Linked DNA regions of Sus scrofa: regions 2 and 3 are each linked to region 1. The links are chromatin contacts, called in public HiChIP or PLAC-seq and promoter capture Hi-C maps. All regions are on one chromosome and are shown on one strand. The core of a region is the stretch at or near the end of the contact, and the rest is flanking DNA. Distances in the headings are between cores, read along the strand shown.

Region 1 (4,680 bases), core at 1,491-3,990:
TTGCCTCAGCTGTGGCACAGAGGTCCATCCCTGTCTGGAGACCTTCCTTCCACATGCTCCAGGGCCAAAAAAGAAAGAGAAGAAAAAATTTTAAAGAGAGAAAGAAAGAGAAAGAAAGAAGCTGGTGAGCAGAAAAAGTGGAGAAAGCCCGCAAGGAGCTCGCCGTTTCCAGGGCAGACACCAAGGATGCCTCCTGCTTGTACTTACCTGCTGTGGACTCATCCGTGTGTAGGTCACTCTTGGGGACACCTATACAGGGGGAGAGATGAAAGCTTAGAGTCCCTAGGGGACTCTGCGTGGGTGGTGAGGCGGGGACGGCAGACCCATGCCTGCACGCTGGGCTGGAGGAACCCGCAGAGGTGCTAAGAGGGGTGGCTATGGAGGGTGCCCGCGAGGCCAGGGTGGGAATGGGCTACCCCTTCACACTCCTCTCTCCCACCGCCCTCCAGGCTCCCACCTGTGGGGGCAGAGGCCACAGGCCCTCGGGACAACGGGCTCCCGCCTCCTCTGCCAGCTCAGCCACCACCTGCGGGTTCAATGAGCATAAGAGCTGGGGCATTTGGCCTTGTAAGGGCCCTGCCCTCTCCCTCCCAGGCCCAGCCGGCCAGGGGAGAACTGCTAGTCCACTCCACGCGCCACTCCTTCCAGGACGAACTTTCGGCAAAGTGCTTTGAGATCCCGAGCCAAACGCTTCTCCGGAGCCGGTCGCCTTACCTCACTGGGACACAGGAGCCCCACCAGCACTGCCAGGAGCAGCAGCTGGGGCGGAGGCGGAGGAGGCGCCATCCCGACCCGCCCCAGCCGGCCAGTCGCCCAGCAAGGGAGAGAGCGCGCGCAGCCTGGCCCTGCCCCCGCGCCGCCCGCGTGCCCACGTAGACCCCGGGCTCGCGCGCGCCGTCCCGCCCCGACCCCAGACCGCGCGCCCCGACTCCCCGGGGCTCGCGCGCCCCTCGCCTCGCCCCGCCCCCACAGCTCCCGCCGCTCTCGCCGGGTGCCCGCCCCGCCCCAGTGCCCGCCCACAGCCCGGACCGTGCGCGCACGCGTTCTCCACCTCAAGCCGGAAAAGTTGGGTGGAAGCCGGTCTACTGCGCGCCCAGCCGAGCTGCGAGGCAGACGGAACCACCTACCTCGCCCGGGCATCCGTCTCAGCGGGTCTCCGTGGCATGTAGGGCTCAGCTGCAGTGCCTGGGTGGGATCGTGGAGCGGGTTTAAGAGCAGGAAATGGGATCCCTGTAAACTGGGTAGCAGGAGGGGAAATGGGTCCGCTCCCTTTCAGCAAACACGCTTCAGCCTCATCAGTGTGACGTGCATCTAGAAAAGGGCCAGAGTCACGAAGCCCGAGCTGCAGAAGGAAGAGGGTCCCTGCCCTAGAGCTACACATTGAGCTCATCCCGCGCCTGTAAATAGCGCCCGAATCCAGAGGAGCCTCGGGATGGGGGTGGGGGGGGGTCTCAGGCCTGCACGTTCCCCAGGCACAGAAGCGGGTGGAAGCTGGAGCCAGGCTGGGGGCTTCTTTGTGCCCCATGTCCGCCTCCGCTTTCATGATTATCTCAGCGGTGGCCAGCGGGTGCCCAGGGAGACTTCGGTCAGCGTGAGGCGGAGGAGTCACCGGCCTCGCCCCCAGCAAGGAGCTCTGGCCAGACGCCCCGGTGCGCCCCTGGGTGTCCACTCCCCTGTGCCCTTCTCCTTGGCCCGACTCATGATTTCGAGGAAAGACAGGAAAGTGGGTGGAGGGTGTGGGCTGAAATGCCTAGCCCAAAACTTTGAAAAAGAGCAGGAACATCTCCCACATATCTGTGACTTACATGGGATTTCTTACCCTTCCCCAGCTCCCCAGTAATTGCCAGTTACTGGGTTGCTAAGGGGATAATCTATCCCTTCCCACGGCCGGTCGCAGGTAACAGGCAACCCCCTCGAAGGCCACCTAAGTGCGTCTCTTCTTCCAGTTTATTCTCAGAGTTTTGGGGCTATTTCTTTTGTGGAGATCCTGGGGAGCGATGCTGAGGATTTCCTCTACCTGAAAGCAGGTTCCACAGAAGCCCCACGCTCCCGAGATGGAGGGAGGCTGGGGGATTGGCACAGGGCACTGGTGTAAGCAAGGGAACCAGAATTCCCTGGAGCTCTAGCCTCCCGCTGCAAACCTGCTGTCGGGGCACATGCCTGCCCTGGCCCTCACTGACCCTGAGCTGGACCCCTGCCCAGCCGAGTTATTGCGCAGTGGCGGGCTCCCACTAGGCTGAGACAAACACAGAGGTCAGAGAGCACTGCCGAGCCTGGAGCCTGGGCACAGAGGTGCGGTTGGTGGCTCCGGGTGCAGCTGCAGCCGCCCCGCGGAGCCTGCGCCTGGACCTGCGGTTTGTTCACTTCTCCCTTCTGCTACTTCTGAACAGTGGCCCTTGAGGGCGCAGCGACCAGGGTCTCCTCGGCAGCTGCACACAACGTGGGGCGGAGGGGCGGGGACAGAGAACTCTGAGCCTCATCCCGGTCCCCCAAGCCTCGGTCTCTGAGTCTCCCCACTTCTCTGCCGCCCCCACCCGACTCCCTTCCGGCTCATCCTAACTCTCCCTCTGTAGCCCCGGCTCCTTTCACCTTTTGCTTCTGCTTGTCGCAATTGCTGTACAAAGGCCCGAGGCGGGCGTGGGGGGCGGGTGAGGGGAGCCGGGCCCGAACTGGCTGCCTCTGCGGGGCCGCGGCCAATCCAGAGCGCGCCCCCACCCCCACGGGAGGGCCCTGGGCAGCCCGGAGGCCGGGCGGAGCCGCGGGCTGAGCGGGGAGCTCGCCGAGGGGACCTCCTCGCCGCTTGCTTGCCGCCGGCCGGGGGCTCTCCTACCTCGCCATGCCGCCGTGGAGCGCCGCCCTCGCCCTGCTCCTGGCCGCGCTCGCCCTGCTTGGCCTGCTGGCCCCTCGGCTGCAGCGCGCCGTCGGAGTGAGGACCCTGCCAGGGACCGGGGCCAGGGCCACAAGGAGGAGGTGGACCGCGGAGGCCCAGTGGACCAGTTCAGCGACGGGCGTGAGCCGCTCCCAGGCGGGTGCAGGCTCATCTGTAAGCCGTCGGCGCTGGCCCAGTGCCTGCTGCGTGCCTTGCGACGCTCTGCAGCGCTGGAGCTGGGTCCGCGCTCGTGGCTCTCCGGGCCCCACCTGCAGACCCTCTGCCACTTCGTGCTGCCGGTGGGGCCGGGGCCTGAGCTGGCCCGGGAGTACCTGCAGCTGGCGGACGACGGGCTGGTAGCCCTGGACTGGGTGGTGGGACCTTGCCCCCGGGGCCGCCGGGTAACCAACGCCGGGGGCCTCCCGGCGGTGCTCCTGGTGATCCCCAATGCCTGGGGGCGCCTCACCCGCAACGTGCTTGGCCTCTGCCTGCTGGCCCTGGAGCGCGGCTACTACCCGGTCATCTTCCACCGTCGCGGCCACCACGGCTGCCCGCTGGTCAGCCCCCGACTGCAACCTTTCGGGGACCCGTCCGACCTCAAAGAGGCCATCACTTACATCCGCTTCCGCCACCCCGCAGCCCCGCTGTTCGCAGTGAGCGAGGGCTCAGGCTCGGCGCTGCTGCTGTCCTACCTGGGCGAGTGTGGCTCCTCCAGCTACGTGACTGGCGCTGCCTGTATCTCGCCGGTGCTTCGCTGCCGCGAGTGGTTTGAGGCCGGCCTGCCCTGGCCCTACGAGCGGGGCTTTCTGCTTCACCAGAAGATTGCCCTCAGCAGGTGGGTAATGGAGGCTGTAGACGGGCAGTAGGGGGAAGAGAGTTTGGGGCTGACGGAGAAACAGCCCTGCCTGGTACTGAACAAGTAGATTTAGAGCAAGTTGGGCAAAGGTCTCCTCACACTTTCTGAAGCGCCCAGAGGAAGCAGGTTTAAAAGCCACAAACAAACGGACTCAGTGAGCATCATTAGCTAGAGCAGGAACTGCTGCCCCGGGGCCCTCTGGCCTCACCACAGCCCCATCGTGTCCTAGCAACCCAAGCACCTGCGCTACTTCTGCAGAGGCAGCACCTGACCTGTACATCGCTTAGTCCATAGCTTGTCAAATCAGCAAAGAGGGCCCTGGAAGCAGCTGTAACTGATAATTTGTCCAGGATGTCTCCTTATAATCTCCGAACCTAGAGGTGACAGGAATCAGAAATATGGTGGTATTTGATTTATTAAAATTCTTTAAATCTGACTAATGTTTTGCATATTTCTAGGTATGTACTCAATATTTAATGCAAAAAAAATTAAGAACATTTAAATTAAAAAAAAAAGAACTCCAAACAGAGAATAATTTCCCGCTAGGGTGACAAGGGAGACTTTTCCACCGAGAATGCCTGAGCAGCCTTCCCACAGCAAATAGCCAGGCTTGAGCTCACACTGTTGCTTTCCTAGGAGATGGCAGAATGAGGTCAAAGACATGATGACGGCTGTATGGTATGGCATAAAGACCTGGGATGTGGAGTCGAACCCACTGGGGTTCAAATCCTGAATTTCCAGCAAGTTAGCTGACCCCGTTAGCCTGGCTTCCCTCTTCAGTTAAAATGCAGTTAATAATAACCACCTCCTAAGGTGGTTATAATCATGAAATAAGATAGCGAAAGTAAGAGGCCCCAGAACATGGGGGAAATTGTGATTTCTTTCTTTCCTTGTCCGGTTTTGACTCCTCTTCTGAGTCAAAGGTCATCCCTGAGTTCAACAACAGCCCAAGGGC
Region 2 (4,157 bases), core at 656-3,155, 160 kb after region 1:
GAATGATATATTTTTTAATTTATTTCTACTCTACCAAACAAAACCAACAAGTATTACTGTAAACCAGATAAGATGATTTGTTTTAAACAAACATGATATGAAGCAAAAGAAGTGGAAAAATAACTTACTGACTACAGAATATAGATCCCACTGCAGCATAATTAGACAAACTAATGTTTATTATTTTTTCATTACATTAATAAAGCAGTTGCTACAGAAAGGTTTGTAACTTAATCATTTTCAGAAAATTTCAATTTCAATGTTATACAAAATAGTATTAACCCTAAAAATTCAAAGTTCAGGGAGAAGGAATGTCTATCAGATGGCCTGTCCATATATAATCTTTAATAATTTTTCAAGAACTACAAAAATCATAGGAAGAAAAAAAGGGAAATGAGAGAGTACAAAATTATTTTATTTGACTCCTAACAAAAACTCGGTATGCTCACACAAAAAAGTCAACACAGTGTTTAAAAAAGAGAGCGAGAGAGACATCAAAACTCTAAACCGGCAGCGCCTCTCTGAGAGGCCATATCCCCCAACAGTAACAGATATATTTCCCAGGGACAGATCTCAGAATTATACCGGTACTATTAAGGATTTAAAACCAAAGGAAGAGGGATAACCTTTGCAAGGGAAGCGCCATTACTTCCCTCTCCTGCTCCCTCTCCCTTCAGTATATACATGGGCCTGTGTATGAAGAAACTGCCTTGGACTTCTGCAGCATTGCAGTACACTAAAGGATGGGGAAAGGTACAGGGAAAGAAATGCTTCCATCACCCCTACAGAAGACGGGTACAGATTTCCTGTGGGGGTGGATGTGTGGGAATCCACCCAGTAGGCTACCTTGAGCAGTCTCCCTTCCCAGGAATACACAGACACTACAAAGGAGGAGAGGGAGGAGCAGAGGGATCAGAAGGGAAAAGGACCTCGCGCCTTTAAATCGGGGTGCACATCAACCCAGTCTCCCTAGGAGGGCCACACCTTCCTCGAGACGGCTCCTTCCACCACCCCCTTCCGGTGACCCTCAGGAAAGAGGAAAGTAATTGCTCTAGCCCCTCCAAACGGGAGGGCGCCCAGCTCACCAGCTTCTTCACCCCACCCACAGAATCACAGACCCTCCTTGTCTCCCTCCCCCACCCCACCCCCACATCCCCTCTTCCGCGCCGCGGCCAGAGTGGGCCGAATTTCCCCGCCCCCTCCATGTCTCCCTTTCCCAGAGCAGAGGTGCCCTTACCCTTTAGCCGACAGGTCTGGGGCGGAGTAGGCAGGCGTAGCCCCCTGCAGCGCTTGGGTAGCCGCTGCGCTGGAGCTCGAGGAGTGAGGAGGAGGAGGAGGGGGCCAGGCGACAGACTGCCGCCCCCCCCCCCCCGGAGCCCCAGCAAGCCGCCCAGCCCTAGCTCTGCGACGAGGGGCGGGGGGGGGGGGGCGAGGGGACGACCGGGGTCGAGGAGGCGCCCTCAGCGCTTAGGCTCAGCTAAGATGGCGCGGGGAAGTGCCGGGAGCCGCCGCCGCCGCCTCCGGGGAACCGGCTCGGGCCTCGGCCGCCTCCTGTCCTCACACAGCCGAGGCCCTCTCGGTTCCCCGCCGCGGCCCCTCGGCGGGCGGGCCGAGGCACAACCCTCCACTACCACCACCACCCCTGGGAAGGGGGCGCTCACAAAGGGAAGAGAGGCCACGGGCCGGCCGGCCGGCGGCGGGGCGGGGTCCCCAGGGGCCTGAGGCCTCAAAGGTTCGCGGGTGCCTCGCGCTCTCGGCCCGCGAAGGGCGCAGGCAGGCGGGACCCCTCCTCTCTTCTTAGGCGGTTGGCAGCACAGACTCACTCTCTTAGCCACCCTCCCTCTCTCTCTCCGAGCCCTGAAGCCACAGAGCCCGGCCGCTGCCCAGATTCCCCCCTTCCCCAACACCACTCCCCTCCTCCCGACAGTCATCCCAGTCTCCGATCTCGCGAGATTTCCCGCCTGACAGACCCGACCCTGCGCGAGACAAGACGGGAGCGCGCGAGTGCTTACACTGGGCGGAGTCTCACGAGTAGCTCCGACTTCCAGCCTCTGTCCAGCCCAATTTCACTCAGCTGGCAGAGTTCTTCTCTCACGCGGGCATCAGGTGTATTCATTTCACCCTGAAATCTAAGAAAGAAGAGCTTATCTGCTCTCCTCCTTTGCTTTTCCCACTTCCAAAATACCCGCCCCCCGCCCTCCCCACTAACCCCGCGCTTGAGAAATTTGCCCTGACACGTTGAATATCCCATTTTTACACACCTTAGTTCTTGTCCTCTGTGGAATTCAGGGGTTGACTGGTCAGCGTAATCAATATATAATTGAGTATTTCAGATTCTATAAGTTTATAATAATTTCTGGAATGGTAATAAGAGTTGTAAATACAGATGTAAACCATCCTATATGTTAGGGATGGTAGGAAAGGGACAAATTCTTGAAAAGTTTTTGTGAATTGCTTGAGTAGGTTGAGTGACAAGAGCAGTAAACAAGCTAGAGTCCTAAGGGAAGAGGTAGTGCTTCTCATTCTTGTAGTAAAAAACTTTTTTTTTTTTTAAGGGGAAAACCCCTTCAGTGGATTGCAAACAGAGCAATTTTATTCAGGAACCAAAAGGAATACCTAAGGAGCAGTCATAAAAAAAAAAAAAATTTGGTTCATCAATCAGTAAAACAACTGAGATAAATACATGTCGTGTGGGGCTTATGAGTGAAAATGTACTCCAGAACAGTTATTGAAAGTTACAGTAAACTAGGAAAGTACCCTGGCAGTGGTGAGAAAAAGCAAGCTCTCTGCTTCAGTAGGATATATATTTAATTTGTTTTAAATGTTCCCTCTCCTAGTAAGGGTCCTTGTTTTGTCAGTCATTCCTCTTTTCACCTACATTGTCAACAATTCTCAAATGGCGACTTCTCCTGAGCATAAAAAAATGCCCTGCTTTCTCCTTCTTTGAGGGAAAAAGAAAGATTACAATCTTCACCTCTCCTCCACAGACAAGTTCTTGAAAAAGTTGTCTATCTTCCCACCTCTATCAAAAATTAAGAATTTGATTTGCCAAGGTCAAGAGTGACCTCCTAGTTGCTATGTCTAATGGAGTCATTTTAATGCCTTCCTTCTCGATAGCTACAATATTTGACATAGTTGTTACTCCTTCCATCTTGAAACGTGTGTACCTCTTCGCAGCACCACTCAAGACCAGTTATTTCTCCTTTCCTGCATCTGGAGCCCCTCTTCCTCCACCTGCTCCTTTTTTCACCTCTTTTACAGCAGGTGCAGCACATGGACGTTCCTGGGCTAAGGGTCGAATCAGAACTGCAGCTGCTGTCTATGCAACAGCCAAGGCAACACCAGACAACGTCAGATACAAGCCGTGTCTGTGAACTACACCACAACTCAAGGCAACACCAAATCCTTAACCCGCTGAGTGAGGCCAGGGATCAAACCTGCGTCCTGGAGTTCCCGACATGGCGCAGTGGTTAACGAATCCGACTAGGAACCATGAGGTTCCTGCCCTTGCTCAGTGGGTTAACAATCCGGCGTTGCTTTGAGCTGTGGTGTAGGTTGCAGACGCGGCGGCTCGGATCCCATGTTGCTGTGGCTCTGGTGTAGGCTGGTGGCTACAGCTCCAATTGGACCCCTAGCCTGGGAACCTCCATATGCCAAGGGAGTGGCCCAAGAAATAGCAAAAAGACAAAAAAAAAAAAAAAAAAAAAAAAAAACAAAAACCTGCGTCCTCATGGATGCCAGTCAGATTCGTTTCCACTGAGCCACTATGGGAACTCCCCATAGTTTTTGTTCTCAATTTTACAGAGTTTTATTAAAGTGTAGTTGATTTACAATGTTGTGAATGTTATTAATATTTTATAGAAAATTTCAAACATACAAAAAAGGATTTGGGCAGAGTTCCCGTTGTGGCTCAGTGGTTGACGAATCCACTAGGAACCATGAGGTTGCAGGTTCGGTCCCTGGCCTTGCTCAGTGGGTTAAGGATCCCACATTGCCATGAGCTGTGGTGTAGGTTGCAGATGCGGCTCAATCTGGCATTGCTGTGGCTGTGGTGTCGGCCAGCAGCTCTGATTCCACCCCTAGCCTGAGAACTTTCATATGCCGCACCTGTGGCCCTTAAAAAAAAAAAAAAAAAAAAGTTGGATAGAATAATAAAC
Region 3 (4,567 bases), core at 1,657-4,156, 260 kb after region 1:
CATTATTTTAATTATTAAAACATTATAGGAGTTCCCGTCGTGACACAGTGGAAACAAATCTGACTGGGAACCATGAGGTTTCGGGTTTGATCCCTGGCCTTCCTCAGTGGGTTAAGCTCCAGCGTTGCTGTGAGCTGTGGTGTAGGTCTCAGATGTGGCTTGGATCTGGACTTGCTGTGGCATAGGCTGGCAGCAACAGCTCTGATTAGACCCCTGGCCTGGGAACCTCCATGTGCCGCAGGTATGGTCCCAAAAAGCAAAAAAAAAAAAAAAAAACCCAAAAACAAAAAAACACAAATATGTGGCAAATATCAAAATATATTTCACATAAAATTATTTTAGAAAAATCAGGTGGAAGAAAAGATATACCTCCTACTGTTGTATTTCCATACTTATTTTTAAAAATTCATATTTTTACAAGCTTATGTTCCTATTGTATGTAAATTTTAGTATTTTGCACTTTTTCCTTCTGTTACATCACAAACTTTCTCCATATTACTATGTACTACAACACCAACATCCATTGAAACTAGAGCATCTGAGAGCAAGGCTTAGCTTCCTAAACTTCATATGACTGTGTGTAGAGAAACTAAGGCAGGCTAGGGTGTGAAAAGTCAGAAACTCAGAGCGAGTGCTTTTGGTGTGCTTGCAACTACAATTTAGAAAATGTAGAAAGGGAAGTTATGACTCAGGGATTTTTGATTTCCAACCAAATGCTCAAGTCAGCAAAAGACTATAAAGCCCTATCAACATAATCCTAAATTCTACAAACACTTTAATTTCTTTAATAAATGGGAAAGTGGTGCAATACTATTCAATGGCAAAGACTTATTTGTCATGACATGTCATTATTAGGGATTTAGGTCTCAAAATTGGGTGAATGTACTCCCCCTCCATCAAAAGGGTCTTTCTTTAAAATTTAGCAAGGCAATGCAAATCCTCTCTATAAAGGATAAGTCAAGGTCTGGACATGGTTGTCTGGATTCGGTGACATTTGCTCTTGGAAAAAGGTTTTTACCTTTTAATTATATTTCTGTGCTGATACTCATTAACTTCAAAGCACAAACTTCCTTGTAAGCTTCTGTGTTCCTTTAACATTGTCCTGCTATAGGAACTCAAGCCACATTTTAAAAATTGTAAAGTATAACATACACTGAGGAAGAAATTCATATAGCCATTGCTGAATGAATGGAAAAATAATATGTGGCATATGCATACAGTGGAATATTATTCAGCCTTAAAAGTGAAAGAATTTTTTTTTTTCTTTTCCTTTTTAGGGCTGCACCAGAGGCATACGGAGGTCCCCAGGCTAGGGGTCTAACCACAGAGCTGAGGTACAATCTGTGACCTACACCACAGCTCATGGCAACACCAGATCCTTAACCCACTGAGCAAGGCCAGGGATCGAACCTGCAACCTCCTGGTTCCTAGTCGGATTTGTTTCTGCTGTGCCACAATGGGAACTCTTAAAAGAGGAAGGGCTGATACATACCACAACATGGATGAACCTTGACGACATTATGTTAAGTGAAATAAGCTAGACACAAAAGGACAAATATTGTATGAGTTCAATTATATAAGGTGTCATAAAAGTAGAAAAAAAAAGGTTACTAGGGCATGGGGGAAAGAGGGAATGGAGAGTTACTGTTTAACGGGTACAGAGTTTCAGTTTCTGATGATGAAAAGTTCTGGAGATGGACAGTGATGGTTTTATAACAATGTGATTGTACTTAACACTAAACAGCATACTTAAAACTGATTAAAATGGTAAATTAAAAAAACCAATATAACATACACTGAGAAAAATTACACATACATACATATTCAGTTTACGAAATAATTATAAAGCAAATATATATGTAATCACCATCTAGGTCAAGAAATAAAATATTATCAGAGTACACCCGTGCATCCCCATCACAATCTCTTTCTTCCTGCGTAGTGAGTCTCCTGACTAAACATTTGCTTTTAAAAATCAGGCTGTGATGTGGTAATGCAGGATAAGTTAAGTCAGTATTACAAAATGCAACAGACTATTTCTTTAAATTCCTATATTTTCCAAAAAAATTTTTTAAAACTTAACTTTCAAAGTGCTCTTTCCTCCTCTTTCTCTCTGGAAACTCTTCACATTCTAAAACCTATCTTGGTTCCACAGTTGACCTCACCTGCAGAGTTAAAAAAAAAAAACAATAAAACTTCAGTGTAGATTTTAGATTTTCATTCCTCCCGCTCTCCCTTGCCTCCATCTACAAAGAAACAATGATTTAAACCCTTTGTGCCCTTTTAGAAAATTACACAGATACCCCATTGTGGAATCCTATAATCCCTTCGTGGAAAGGAAGAGATTAGCATATGAATACAAAGCAAAATGAAACCAGAATACAAAATGATCTACTGGGTTGTGAAGTTCTTCTATTTGAAAAAAAAAATGTATTTATTTCCTCTTTTTATATTGTCCCTTTAGTGGTCTCAGGGTTAAGGGAATTGAGCTTCCCCTCTGGTTACCCGGAAAAGGATTTACAAAAAATAAATAAATAAATAAAGCCAACAGATTCTAAGGAGGTGCAAAACCAACAGATGGCTCCCAGAGCCAGTGAAATCACCAGTGGAATCTGCTACCCTCGACATAAGCTAGCTTTCGAGCGAGGAGTGTAGAAAGTGCTGTTCGCATACTGCGCGGTGAAGGAGAGAAAGCGACAGAAGAGCGAGCCATAGTGCTGACGTTGAAGGCCCGGCCCTGTGAGGTTGCATAGGGTAAGTGGCGTTGGCCAGGAGGCAGCGGCCAAGGGGAAGGAAAGAGGATTTGGGCGAGGGGCGGGGCCTGAGGCTCAGCGTGCCTTCTGATTGCTGGGGTGCGGCTGCCAATCTCGCAGAATCGCTCTGTTAACCAGTGCGCTGGCGAGACGCGCTCAGATATACTGAGTGAGCCCGGAGAAGCAGTCTCAGATCCTGACGGTGCAGCAGCGCGCAGCCTCAGCCAGAGAGTCCCAGCCGCTTTCAATGGAGGAGAAGCCCGGCCAGCCACAGTCTCAGCACCATCACAGCCACCACCATCCGCACCATCACCCTCAGCAGCAGCAGCAGCAGCAGCAGCAGCCGCCGCACCACCACCACCATTATTATTTCTACAACCATAGCCACAACCACCATCACCACCACCATCACCAGCAGCCTCACCAATACCTGCAGCATGGAGCCGAGGGCAGTCCCAAGGCCCAGCCAAAGCCGCTGAAACATGAGCAGAAACACGCCCTCCAGCAGCACCAGGAAACGCCGAAGAAGAAAACAGGTCCGGGAGGGAGAACGAATGGGGGAAGGGGGATGGGGTGGGGGGGGTAGGGGAGATGGGGGTGGGGCTGGATCGGGAGAGCGCGGACCGGGTCGAGGTGTGTGTGTGTGTCCCCATCCTGCGGGTCTGGGGAAGCCCCCTTTCATTCTCCAAAAGCTCGGGTTGGGCCTCGGAGTTTGCAGCGCCCTCTTCTTCCCCTCAGCATGGGAGAGGCCCAATCGGGCCTGTGTGACCTTCCCGGCCCCCGCCCGGGCTGGAGGGAGACTCGGAGGGTCGGCCTTGGAAGTCTAACCCTATATTCCTTTCTCATTTGCCTTCCTGGGGCCCTGGAGGGAGCCTAATTTGGGGGCGAACTTAGCCCCCTCCCAAATCCTTTGGGGTGTAACTCGGGAAGGCCTAGCGAATTCCGACTTGGGTGGCGTCGCGAGACCCTTTTGCAGGCGGCGAGGAAAGGGTAGGGGGGCAGACTTGAAGTGTCCTTCCTCACCCGTCACCCCAAGCCCACCTGTGGCCTTGGGGTTCCCCGTCTGGGGGGGGCGGTTGGGACCCTTTATCTCTCGGGTCATTTCCACCACTAGACGCCCCATTTGGGCACCGGACCTCGTAGTCTGTCCTCACGGCTCCTCCCGAGGCCGGCGCCCCAGGCCCGCTCCCCCCAGAGCCGGCGCGGCTGGAATGTTCTCTCCTCCTCGCGAGGCCGCTTCCTGTCCGCCATGTTGGAAGCCGATTCCTGTCACTGACTCCGGCCCACTGAAGAACAGAGGGGGAAGGGTGTCGAGGGGCGCACAGCGCGGCGAAGCCGGGTGGCTCGGGAACCCCCCTGGCGTCGCGTCGCCCCCCACACTGCGGGGGCGCCGCCGCCCCCGGCCCGCGGCCGCCCCTCCCCCAGTCGCCGGCCGGGTTGTGTAACCCGGTGGCGGCCGCGCGGCCCCGGGCGGGTCCCTGGGGTGAGGGGCGGGGGCGGTTGGGGTGGGGGAGGGACTCGGCCACGAGGGGAGCGGCCTGCGCCGGGCCCCGCGCGCCGGCGGCCGCGTTTCCCGCTCCCGGGTGCGGCGGGAGGCGCGGGCGTTCGGGGCTGGGAGCCGGCCTAGAAGCTGAGCTGAGAGAGAAGGAGGCCGCGGGCGGCGGCCGCGGGTGCTTCTCCGGGCAGGAGGGCTGGGGGGGGCGGGGGGGATACATTTTGGGTAGAGGCGGTGCCTGAAGGCCGGGTGGGGTACCCAGCGGGAACCAGGCTCCCCGGTCACGAGTTTCTCTGCCACAGGAACCTCGTCTCCTGCC

The links. Promoter capture Hi-C pulls out the DNA fragments that hold promoters and counts their contacts. HiChIP or PLAC-seq counts read pairs in DNA pulled down with a chosen protein or histone mark.
Region 2: a promoter capture Hi-C map of liver shows a contact between it and region 1, with 3 times the contacts expected there. The contact joins the promoter of TAOK1 here to the promoter of ABHD15 in region 1. A contact is called at or near these places in 2 of 5 promoter capture datasets (fetal skeletal muscle and liver), 1 of 47 Hi-C or Micro-C datasets (mesenchymal stem cells) and 2 of 2 datasets of contacts at active chromatin or transcription factors (alveolar macrophages and skeletal muscle).
Region 3: an H3K27ac HiChIP or PLAC-seq map of alveolar macrophages shows a contact between it and region 1. The contact joins the promoter of NUFIP2 here to the promoter of ABHD15 in region 1. A contact is called at or near these places in 1 of 5 promoter capture datasets (fetal liver) and 1 of 2 datasets of contacts at active chromatin or transcription factors (alveolar macrophages).

What each region holds. Positions count from the first base shown.
Region 1 is chr12:45,759,910-45,764,589 of Sscrofa11.1, reverse strand. ABHD15 (protein ABHD15) reads left to right here and starts at 2,740. Exons shown (of 3, transcript XM_013989996.2): 1 at 2,740-2,954; 2 at 2,957-3,704. The coding sequence starts at 2,837. It overlaps TP53I13 (tumor protein p53-inducible protein 13), which reads right to left and starts at 910. Exons shown (of 8, transcript XM_003131797.6): 1 at 715-910; 2 at 458-526; 3 at 208-249. The coding sequence starts at 786.
Region 2 is chr12:45,594,815-45,598,971 of Sscrofa11.1, reverse strand. It overlaps TAOK1 (serine/threonine-protein kinase TAO1), which reads right to left and starts at 1,905. Exons shown (of 20, transcript XM_003483075.4): 1 at 1,238-1,905.
Region 3 is chr12:45,504,926-45,509,492 of Sscrofa11.1, reverse strand. It overlaps NUFIP2 (nuclear fragile X mental retardation-interacting protein 2), which reads left to right and starts at 2,906. Exons shown (of 4, transcript XM_021067508.1): 1 at 2,906-3,289. The coding sequence starts at 3,001. It overlaps LOC106507970, which reads right to left and starts at 4,477. Exons shown (of 2, transcript XM_021067509.1): 1 at 3,890-4,477; 2 at 1,367-2,165. The coding sequence starts at 4,468. The coding sequence ends at 2,139. It also overlaps the pseudogene LOC100519797.